Linked DNA regions of Ovis aries: region 2 is linked to region 1. The links are chromatin contacts, called in public Hi-C maps. All regions are on one chromosome and are shown on one strand. The core of a region is the stretch at or near the end of the contact, and the rest is flanking DNA. Distances in the headings are between cores, read along the strand shown.

What was found. Hi-C and Micro-C count contacts between places; a contact is called where the count stands out from the background.
Region 2: a contact with region 1 is called in a Hi-C map of muscle, with 11 times the contacts expected there. The contact joins two enhancer-like sites. A contact is called at or near these places in 14 of 16 Hi-C or Micro-C datasets (blood, hypothalamus, liver and 7 more).

The regions. Positions count from the first base shown.
Region 1 is chr3:213,692,412-213,697,754 of ARS-UI_Ramb_v3.0, reverse strand. ERC1 (ELKS/RAB6-interacting/CAST family member 1) reads right to left here. Exons shown (of 17, transcript XM_060413533.1): 6 at 5,311-5,343. Among named protein-coding and RNA genes, the nearest start is that of ERC1, 81 kb to the right of the region's middle. Within about 2 kb of position 3,029, at least 8 of the 54 cell types and tissues checked have an H3K27ac peak or open chromatin away from gene starts, as enhancers often do.
Region 2 is chr3:213,934,516-213,940,063 of ARS-UI_Ramb_v3.0, reverse strand. All of the region lies in intron 1 of WNT5B (Wnt family member 5B), which reads right to left. Among named protein-coding and RNA genes, the nearest start is that of FBXL14, 10 kb to the left of the region's middle. Within about 2 kb of position 2,318, at least 4 of the 54 cell types and tissues checked have an H3K27ac peak or open chromatin away from gene starts, as enhancers often do.

The sequences.
Region 1 (5,343 bases), core at 1,780-4,279:
ACGCGCTTGCCAACCACGCAAGAGTATTATCGAAAGCCCTCAGAGTTCTGAGGACAGTAACCGTGAGACCTCAGAGTGCTGCTGCTTTGCGAAAAGCACCTAGATGCCCTGCTGCATTTTTGCATCAGATCCCTGACTCTGCTAAGTGACCTGGAGGTGGGCCTGTGCTAACCACTCACTAAACCCTGCGTGCTGTTCTGAGGGAATGTCAGGTATGAGACCCACAGGAACTGGTGACTGAGAAAGGTAATGAGTGAAAACTCTTGTTATAGACACACACTTTTGGTGTTACTGCAGTGGGAAATGCCAGCTTTGATATTCAAAATATTTTATATCCCAAAGATTAGGCACAAACTACCCGCGCCCACATACACCCTAATCACTAAATGATCTTTTCAAGTCAAGTCACCTGTGTACACTTTATCTTGGTCTGTTTTTTCATGCAACGCAGAATTTAAATGTGCTGGTCTGGAGATCTAAGATACAAAATACCACAAAAACCACTTTGCTACTACTAGATTAATCGCTGTGAATTCTACACTGATCTTTTGGTTTGAACTAAATTCATAGTGTAATTTTGCGTGAGGTCCATATTTCACAAACCACACACACACACACACACAAAAAGCATATTCAGGGAAACCCCTCAGCGATTAGCAGGATACACAGTCATCACCCTAACACCATTCTTGGCAGGGGGAATAATGCCTTGTTTATTCATGTCCTCTGGGCTGGAGGAACAGCATCTATCCAGCTTGCCAAGCATCAAGGTCTGTGGCAAGCAGGTTATGCCAACTTCAACAAAAGCAGGAGGCTTTTCCTCTGCAGGACTTTCTCTACCAATGGACGTGAACAGAAAAATAGCTACCCTGCTGTTCTGGTCTTTTATTTCTGATCACAAAACTATTAATAATCTCAACTCCCTTCCCACCAAAAAAAAAAACACCAATAATAATCTCAACCCATCTTAGCCTTCTTCTGTTTTATATCAATAAATAGATTTACCTAAGAGCACAGTAGTATTTGCATGGAAACAATGGTGTATCTCCTATAATTCCCCTCTTGGAGTTATAGGACTCATTCTGCTTCCAACTCTCCGACCACGCCTTTTCAATGTTCTTCACTGGTGCGTGATTAAGTCACTTCAGTGGTGTCTGACTCTTTGCAACCCCATGGACTGTAGTCCACCAGGCTCCTCTGCCCATGGGATTCTCTAGGCAAGAGTACTAAAGTGGGTTGCCATGCCCTTCTCCAGGGGATCTTCCCAACCCAGGGATTGAACCCAGATCTCTTACATTAACCCAGGTCCTACATTAACAGGTGAGTTCTCTACCACTAGCGCCACCTGGGAAGCCTGTTCCTCACTGGACCCTCTGTCATTTCCTTCTATGTCTTACTCCCTTCAGCTTCCTCTGGAGAAACCACTTCATTCCTAAGGCTTTAGCCACCACCCCCCCAACAACAGCACCCACATATTTATTCCTGGTCCCAACCAGTTTTAAAAACCTGAGATTCTAACAAACGTTTCTGCTTAAATCAGATATTCCGCTGAATATTCCGTTTAGAATGAGTTTTTTTTTTTTTAAAGAATCTTTGCTTTTAAAAGACCTTTAAAAGTGTTCAAACATTAATGCAGATTAAATCTGAGTGATGTCTATTATGTTATTTTCTGCATTTTTCCTGTATTTGACAGTATTTTGTAAGGTTTTTAAAAATTAAATAAACTACTCCTAATTTTAACACTGCAAAAAAAGCAAAGCCCACACGAAGTGACCTGCCCAAGATCATAGCATAACCTCCTGTCACCACTTCTCCCACTGTCTCCACCTAGAAAGGAGGATGAACGAAGGGCACCAGGCCAGGAGACCAACACCACACACAAGCAGACCTTTTAAAAAGGCTATTTCAACAAACTCAGTGAGTTCGTTTGACACCCCAACCCAATGAAAAGCTGAAGAGCTCAGAGAAACTTCAAGAAGACCACAGGCAGAGATGTGTCATTCCAGTTTGTTTGTACAAGGGTAGGAGGGGGTTGCAAACGTATAGTCTAAAAAAACCCAATGGCAATACTTTAACCCAGTGATATTTAATATTAACCTCCAAATTCAGATGAGCGCATCATAATTAAAAAACTATTCTAGCCACATTAAACATATATTTCAACCTTAAGAAATTGGCATTATTATTAATTTCATGGACCTATGAAAAAATGGAAGAGGAAAGAGGTAAAATAACTCATCCAAGGCCACATAACTAATAAATGCAGGACACTGTGTTTCAAACCAAGGTTTGACTTCAAAGCCCAGGCTTTTGACCACAATGTTACTAAATCCAGACCAGCTCTGTGGAGGTTAACAGATCAACAGAGGTGTTCACAAAAACAGGAACAATTCCGTGGGTGTTATTAATACACACTGCCCCCAAAGACCTCAATCCCTGGCTTTAGTGATTTGAGAGCCAGATGAAAGTCCAGGATAGCTTCAGAGAGGAAGACAAGACCAAATAAGAGCAAAAGAAATATTAGTAATTACAGAAAGAGATGAGAACTTTTCAACAGTTGATTCAAACTGACTTTTAGGGGATCCAACAGGAGAAACTTGCTTTGGAAAAAGTGTCAAGTGTCATCAGAGTAATTTACAAAAAAAAGTAAATCCTAATAAACAGGCATATAACACTCATAAAATCACCCCGATTCAAAAGGAAGCTAGCTTTCCTACTGTTATTGTTCAGAATGAGACACTTATATTTGAGCAGTTGTCCTGATAACTTGTGGGAGTAAATTGCTGAAACTCAGTTACTCCCCCAATGGCTAAAAGCAAATATAAAAACCATCCAAGAATGACCACAAACACAGTCTTTGTTCTGTACGGTACAAGAAGCCAATCACAAGCCCATCTGTCTGAGACCCAGCTAATGAGAACATTATTTGAGAGGGGTACAAAGAGAAGGATGAATTGCCAAGGGGAAGAAGTAATCTATTAGACTGTGACAAGCTTTTAAGTGTTTGCATCATCACTAACCAACTGCCTGGGACTCTGGTTTGCACACCTGCCACCTCCATCCAAAGCTATCACAGCAGCAAGCCTGGAAGCAGGCTCACTTCTAAGGCGAGGGTGCCCTCTTCTGACTCTTTCATAGTACTGCATGCAACCAGGTACTGATGTGAAAAACTCTTCTAATAAAGCTCCTCTCCAACTGAACTGATTAAAAGAATTTGGAGAAGGAAATGGCAACCCACTCCAATATTCTTGCCTAGAGAATCCCATGGACAGAGGAGGCTGGTGGGTTGCTGTCCATAGGATCGCAGAGTCGGACACGACTGAAGCGACTTAACATGCATGCAAGTTAATAAATTTGCAGGTTACATTTTCCAGGTAGTTCTGTATCTGCAATTCCACGAGTAAACCTTAATTTTGCTTGATAAAACAGTAAACAGCAGAACTTCCAAATAAAATTTATGCCAATGGAAAGTGGCCACGTTCTCTCACTGTTTTAGCAGTTTACATACATTAGCTGACAGTATTATAAGAACTATGATGATGCCGAAAGCTAGATGTACGAAGACTTTACTATGTGTCAGGCACCAGACGTGAATAAACTGGCTTAATGTTAACCACCTAATGAGGCCGGCACTCCTCTTCACCTTACAGATGTGAAACGAGGCACAAAGAACTTAAGCAACAGGTCAGAATCTGCACCTGCTGCTGGTGGTCAAACTTGGTAACGCTGATGCCAGAGCTGTATTCATACCCAAAACATGCCTCTAAGGTAGGAAGCTGATGCCATGACTAAACGAAACATGATCAAAGTAGAAAAGGCCTAAGCAAGCTGTAAGGAAAATTATAAACACACCATCTAAATCGCTCATTTTCAACAAAATCACACAGTATAAAAATAGCATATTATGTGAAATATTTGGGTCATTTTTCTCTTCCTCCTCACTTGAAGATACTGAATTTCTGAGTCTGTGATATTTTTCTGCATTCTTTTTACTACCCATTCCTTTTTCTCATTAAACTATACCTTTGTTGATTATCCAGTTCTTTAAAACAAAACCTTAATCCATATTACATGACTTTTCTTCTGTAAAGAGAACTGCAAGGAGATCAAACCAGTCCATCCTAAAGGAAATCAGTCCTGAATATTCCTTGGAAGGACCGATGCTGAAGCTGAAACTCCAATACTCTGGCCACCTGATGCGAAGAACTGACTCATTGGAAAAGACCCTGATGCTGGGAAAGATTGATAGGAGAAGGGGGCATCAGAGGATGAGATGGTTGGATGGCATCACCGACTCGATGGACATGAGTTTGAGCGAGCTCCGGGAGTTGGTGATGGACAGGGAAACCTGGAGTGCTGCAGTCCACGGGGTGGCAAAGAGTTGGACATGACTGAGTGATTGAACTGAACTGAAAGCAGAACTGCTTATCTACTCCTACATAAATTCTCTACATCACTGAGCTCTTTAGAAAATATTTTCCTTTAGACGGTAAATCCAAACAGCATCATCATTGCAAATACGACAGGTTCTCATCTGTATGAAATTATTCAGTATGTTCTTACCTAAATCTAGGCTGACAGCCTAGGTCATCTTCTAAGATTTCTAAAAATGATAACCCTATTTTCAAACAGGACGTGAAGGCATATATCTAATAATCTGCAGTTCAAAATGAGATGAATCTTGAACATTTTTGTATTCCACAGTTTGCATACTTAGAGCTATTCATAGTACCAAAAACTAAGGACACTTAATAACCCAACACAGGCTGCCCAAGCTCATGGTCATTCATGACTGCAAGGTTTACCATGGGTGAGAACAAATGCTTTTACAACTAGCTTTTCATTGCTATACTTGCATGTGTGCACGCTCAGTCAGGTCTGATTCTTTCTAACCCCATGGACTATAGCCCGCCAGGCTCCTCTCTGTCCTTGGAATTCTCCAGGCAAGAATATTAGAGTGTGTTGCCATTCCCGTTTCCCGGGAAGCTTCCCAACCCAAGGATCAAACCTGCGTCAAACTTTCCAGCATTGGCAAGCAGGTTCTTTACCACAGAGTCACCTGGGAAGTCCTAAAGTATACTTAGAAATATCAAAAACATATGTAAACTGCACTGGTTTTTAATTTGTTAGATCCAAGAATGACAGAAACAAGATGATTATAGTTTAGTGCAATAACTGATCATAGTGCTATAGAATCCCTCATAACAGTATCCACGGCTCCCATACCTCAACACGACAAAAAGTGAAGAAGTAACCCAAGTGCCAAGGTGCCCAGGAACGGTGTCCCTGCAGACCCTAGCACGCGTTTACCTCTGTCTGCAGGATGGCAGCTCTCTGCTCCTT
Region 2 (5,548 bases), core at 1,069-3,568, 240 kb before region 1:
TCCAGATGGGGTATGTTAACGCCACCCCCGAAAGTAAAACAGAATCCACGTGGAATTCTTCTACCTCCTGTTCATTAACACAGAGACGTGCATATACTTTCTTAAAAGAAGACTTAAAAGCGTTTTATGAGCTTGTCACCCTTCCACTCTGTGTAAAGGACAAATGCCCCATGTCCTTGTGTGTTCACTTTCATCTGTGAGTGTGAACAGCCTCCCGGTCACACATGCCGGGCAGAGTCGAGTGGGATGTGGATGCCGCCCCCGGATGCATGGAGTTGGGACCGTGTGCGGCTTCCCAGTCTCACAATTCCTGTTTTCCCAAATCTGGTAGATACTGGACATTTCATTTTAGAAATGGGGAAGGAGGCTTGATGAGGGTGAGAGACTGTGCCCAGGTGATGGCCCCAGGCGTTCCCCATCAGCGAGGAGCCAGATCCTGGTTGGTGAGCTGTTGCTAAGCAACACCAGACACGCCGACCCACTTCTGAAGGAGCTGAGCGGAGGAAGCACCCTGAATGCTGAAAGTTTTGGTTTTTGGGCCTCTCCACGTGGCATGTGGGATCTAAATTTCCTCCAGCAGTGATCTAACCCATGCCCCCTGCAATGGAAGCGTGGAGTCCTAACCATGGGGCCACCAGGAAAGCCCCCTGTAAGTTATTACTAGTTAATAAGTTACATTGTGCAGACTCAAATGCTGTGTCCGGCATTTTGCAAGGAGCTGGAAAGCTTGTGTAAAGAGTTGGTCAACGGGGTTAGGGTACCGGTCCCCCTGTGTGTCCCCCGCTGTCCTTCAGCACACGAGCCAGCCCCCCAGCACTGCTGTGTCACAGACACTGCAAACACCTCCACGCTGAGAAGTCACAGCCCAACACGCCACACACTCCGGGCTGCCCAACTCACAAAGAAGAACTGAGTTGTGGGAACATGGGCTGTGTTCTTACCACTCAAGAATCAAGGGTCTTGACTTTCCAGGTGTTTTACCTACAGATCCCTCTTGTCCTGAGAGTAAAAGGGTCTAGTAGCTCCCATTGACAACCACTTCTGTCTTGCACTCCTTGGTGGATGTAACCAGGCTCACAGTGCTGGCGGAAACTGTCCCCCGCACCCCCATATCAGGGTCTGAGCAATGGGAATGGCACCTCGGGGAAAGAGTTGAGTCCCAGATTCATTTTTTATAACTAGCATGAAATTATTCCACATGGCTTGGGAAGCATTGTTTTCCTGGTCTAAAAAGATCAGGAAAGTATCTACTACAAACGTCCGTAATAACGTTTCTCCTTAGGAAATTTTTACCCCAAATGGGCAGTTCTATATGGACACTTGTGCACGTTTATGTTGGAATAGCTACTGACTTCCATTCTGCTTTTTGAGAAGCAGTCTCTAAATAGAGAGGAACCCCCAAACTAGTACTGATACTCCTCAGAATCTTTAGTAAAATCACTGAGGCCAAAATTTGACAGATGGGTAAAATAGAGGAATTGTAACAGCTAAACACCTCAAATTCTTAGCTTTCTCAGATGGAAGACGAGTTGCCTATGGCTTTCAGGAGACATAAGAGACTTGGGTTTGATCCCTGGGTCAGGAAAATCTCCTGGAGTAGGAAATGGCAACTCACTCCAGTATTTCTGTCCGGAGTATCACTATGGATAAGAGGAGGCTGGTGGGCTACAGTCCATGGGGTGGTAAAGACTCGGACATGACTCAAGCAACTTAGCATAGCACATTTTAAACTTGAACTTCATAGCTCAAACCCTGCTGCTATGAACTACCAAAAAGAAAAGAAAAAGGGCCAACAAGTGTGCCTTGAGCAAACCATATGAAAATACCTAATTAAAGTGACAATTTCTAGCTCTTCTAATTCATTTCAAATGGACAATCTTTAGAATCTTTTTTAAGAGATCTGTGAAAACAGTACGGCTGAGTTCCGTGGTCTGAACTTTGTCAAGTTCCCAGTTTGCTGCCGCTGGAAGCAGAGAAAGGCCTTGGGGAGTTTTGAGCCCAGACAGGATGGACAACTGGGCTTTCCAGCTCCCTGAAGTCCAGACGCCTGTCCAGGGGCGACAGAACAGTGTGACCCACGGGAGAGGCAGCTGGTTTATCTTTCCTTCACACAGGAGGGTCCAATTCTCAACAGGATCACAGGAGGACCACTGGAAATGCACTCCAGTAAGCAGGGCACAGGGTTGAGCAGCAACAGCCCCGCCCCTTCTTGCTTCAGAATCGAAACCGTGTCCACACAAGTTAGGAGACAGGTCATGGGTGGCCCCTTGTGAAACGCAGGGGTGGAAAATCATTCTCTCCTCCTGGGTTGCTCCTGGACCTCCACCCTCTCTCCCCCAAACCCTCTCCCACCTGTTCACCCTCTCCATGCCCCTGGGCCATGTCCACACCAGTGTCAGAGCCCGGGGTCTGGCCTCATGCTTTCCTTTACCCCAAGTTCACTAGGATTCACTGGAGGGCAGAAAAGTAAAGTACCATTCATGCAAAATTCTATGTATTTGTTTTCCACGTGGAGACTACGACCGTCTTTATCCACGGCGCCTGTGAGCTTTGCGTCCGGCCAGCAGGTGGCAGCGTTGTCTGTGAACTGCTGCCCAGTTCTGAGCACCCCACAGAGAACCTCAGAGCGGGAGAACCTCACCCCTCCAGAAAGATGACACGGAATTTTCCAGTTTCAGCCGGGTCAGGGATCCCCGTCCCGGGCACGCCGTTCGTGGAGCAGGTATCAGATGCACCCTGAGGACGGTTCCCTGATGTCACTGGCAGGAACCAAATGTCACTGTCTAATTTCAGTTTAAGACCATCATATACAAATTAGATTGGCATATTCAGGGGTTTGGAGAAGGCAATGGCAACCCACTCCAGTACTCTTGCCTGGAGAATCCCAGGGACGGGGGAGCCTGGTGGGCTGCCGTCTATGGGGTCGCACAGAGTCAGAGGCGACTGAAGTGACTTAGCAGCAGCAGCAGCATTCAGGGGGTTGGGGAGAACAACTTGGGAAAATGTTTACCTTCATACATGGAAATATCCATTTTAACAGGAGGAGCAAAGGTGCTGGCTTTTTTCAAGTACAAAACTAGAAAAAAATAGAAGTGTACTGTTTGTGGTGAAAAATTCTAGAGCTCCTTGGAAAAGAAACAACTGTTTTAAAATTTGGGGAGTATCAATTCTTTTGTTTGTTTGGTTTTTAATCAAAATGAGTATCTTCTAAAGGAACCCATGAACGTGAGAACGATTAAAAGCCCTGATAAAGCAGCGAGGGTCTCGCTTTCCTAGACTCCTCCTGGGGAAAACAGGCATTAGGAAAAGGCAGCAGAAAGTAAGACAAGGAGAAAGAACTTCTGAGCCATAAAATGCCACACGAGGGACACCCTGGGGGCTTCTGCCATCTTGGTCTTGATCATCTGGCTGCAGCGATGGAAGCAAGGCTCCAAAGGGCAGCTGGCACAGACGTGGGATAAAAGCGTGGAAGCCGGGAGGTGGCCGTGCCTCGCCAGGCCAGCCCAACGAGGCTCGGCCCCCAGCCTGGTGACACCAAGGTGGTTTTTGGTTAGGAAATGGGAGAAGAGAAAGGAGAAGCTTCTGGAACTCAGGGCCCAGGCCTGCAGCTGATCACCACTCCTGCCAGTGAGAAGGCTGAACGAAAGCAGAAACCCTCTGGGCAGCTCCGTGGACTCTCAGGCCAAAATACATCACTGTCAGCGACCTGCAGAACACATAGATCCAGGGAAGGAACCCAGATAAAGAAAAGAGGACACAGATCACTCAGGTTAAGCAGAGGGGACCAGGTGAGGTAAGGGCAGAGCCAGCCTGGTCCCCAAGAGGGGCTGGGGGTGCTCATCTCCCCAGAAGGGGCTGGGAGCTCGGGTTTTCAAGAAGAGAGGCCTCTTCTCTGGTTGTGTCAAATCAGACACCAGACAAAAACTCCAGCTACAGTTCCCAGGCTGGGAGTAAAGTGATATGTTCCCCTGTGAGGTGGTGGGTCTCCTTATAAGGTGGGGGGTCCTCCCTGTGAGGTGTCGGGATCCCTGAGAGGTGTTGGGTCCCCCTGTGAGGTGAGGGGTCCCCCTGAGAGGTGTTGGGTCCCCCTGTGAGGCGAGGGGTCCCCCTGAGAGGTGTTGGGTCCCTCTGTGAGGTGAGGGATCCCCCTGTGAGGTGAAGGGTCCCCCTGAGAGGTGTCAGGTCCCCCTGTGAGGTGAAGGGCCCCCCTGTGAGGTGAGGGGTTCCCCTGAGAGGTGTCGGGTCCCCCTGTGAGGTGAGGGGTCCCCCTGAGAGGTGTCGGGGCCCCCTGTGAGGTGAGGGGTCCCCCTGAGAGGTGTTGGGTCCCCCTGTGAGGTGAGGGGTCCCCCTGAGAGGTGTTGGGTCCCCCTGTGAGGCGAGGGGTCCCCCTGAGAGGTGTTGGGTCCCTCTGTGAGGTGAGGGATCCCCCTGTGAGGTGAAGGGTCCCCCTGAGAGGTGTCAGGTCCCCCTGTGAGGTGAAGGGCCCCCCCTGTGAGGTGAGGGGTTCCCCTGAGAGGTGTCGGGTCCCCCTGTGAGGTGAGGGGTCCCCCTGAGAGGTGTCGGGGCCCCCTGTGAGGTGAGGGGTCCCCCTGAGAGGTGTTGGGTCCCCCTGTGAGGTGAGGGGTCCCCCTGAGAGGTGTCTGGTCCCCCTGTGAGGTGTTGGGTCCCCCTGTGAGGTAAGGGGTCCCCCTGAAAGGTGTTGGGTCCCTCTGTGAGGTGAGGGATCCCCCTTAGAGGTGTCAGGTCCCCCTGTGAGGTGAGGGGCCCCCCGTGAGGTGAGGGGTCCCCCGTGAGGTGTAGGGTCCCCTTGTGAGGTGAGGGGTCCCCCTGTGAGGTGAGGGGTCCCCCTGAGAGGTGTTGGGTCTCCCTGTGAGGTGTTGGGTCCCCCTGTGAGGTGAGGTATTCCTCTGAGAGGTGTTGGGTCCCTCTGTGAGGTGAGGGATCCCCCTGAGAGGTGAGGGATTCCCCTGAGAGGTGTTGGGTCCCCCTGTGAGGTGAGGGGTTCCCCTGTGAGGTGTTGGGTCCCCCTGTGAGGTGAGGGGTCCCCGTTAGAGGTGTCGGGTCCCCCTGTGAGGTGAAGGGTCCCCCCTGTGAGGTGAGGGATTCCCCTGAGAGGTGTTGGGTCCCCCTGTGAGATGAGGGATCCCCCTGGGAGGTGAGCGGTTCCCCTGAGAGGTGTTGGGTCCCCCTGTGAGGTGAGGGGTCCCCCTGAGAGGTGTCTGGTCCCCCTGTGAGGTGTTGGGTCCCCCTGTGAGGTGAGGGGTCCCCCTGAGAGGTGTTGGGTCTCCCTGTGAGGTGTTGGGTCCCCCTGTGAGGTGAGGTATTCCTCTGAGAGGTGTTGGGTCCCTCTGTGAGGTGTTGGGTCCCCCTGTGAGGTGAGGGGTTCCCCTGTGAGGTGTTGGGTCCCCCTGTGAGGTGAGGGGTCCCCGTTAGAGGTGTCGGGTCCCCCTGTGAGGTGAAGGGTCCCCCCTGTGAGGTGAGGGATTCCCCTGAGAGGTGTTGGGTCCCCCTGTGAGGTGAGGGATCCCCCTGGGAGGTGAGCGGTTCC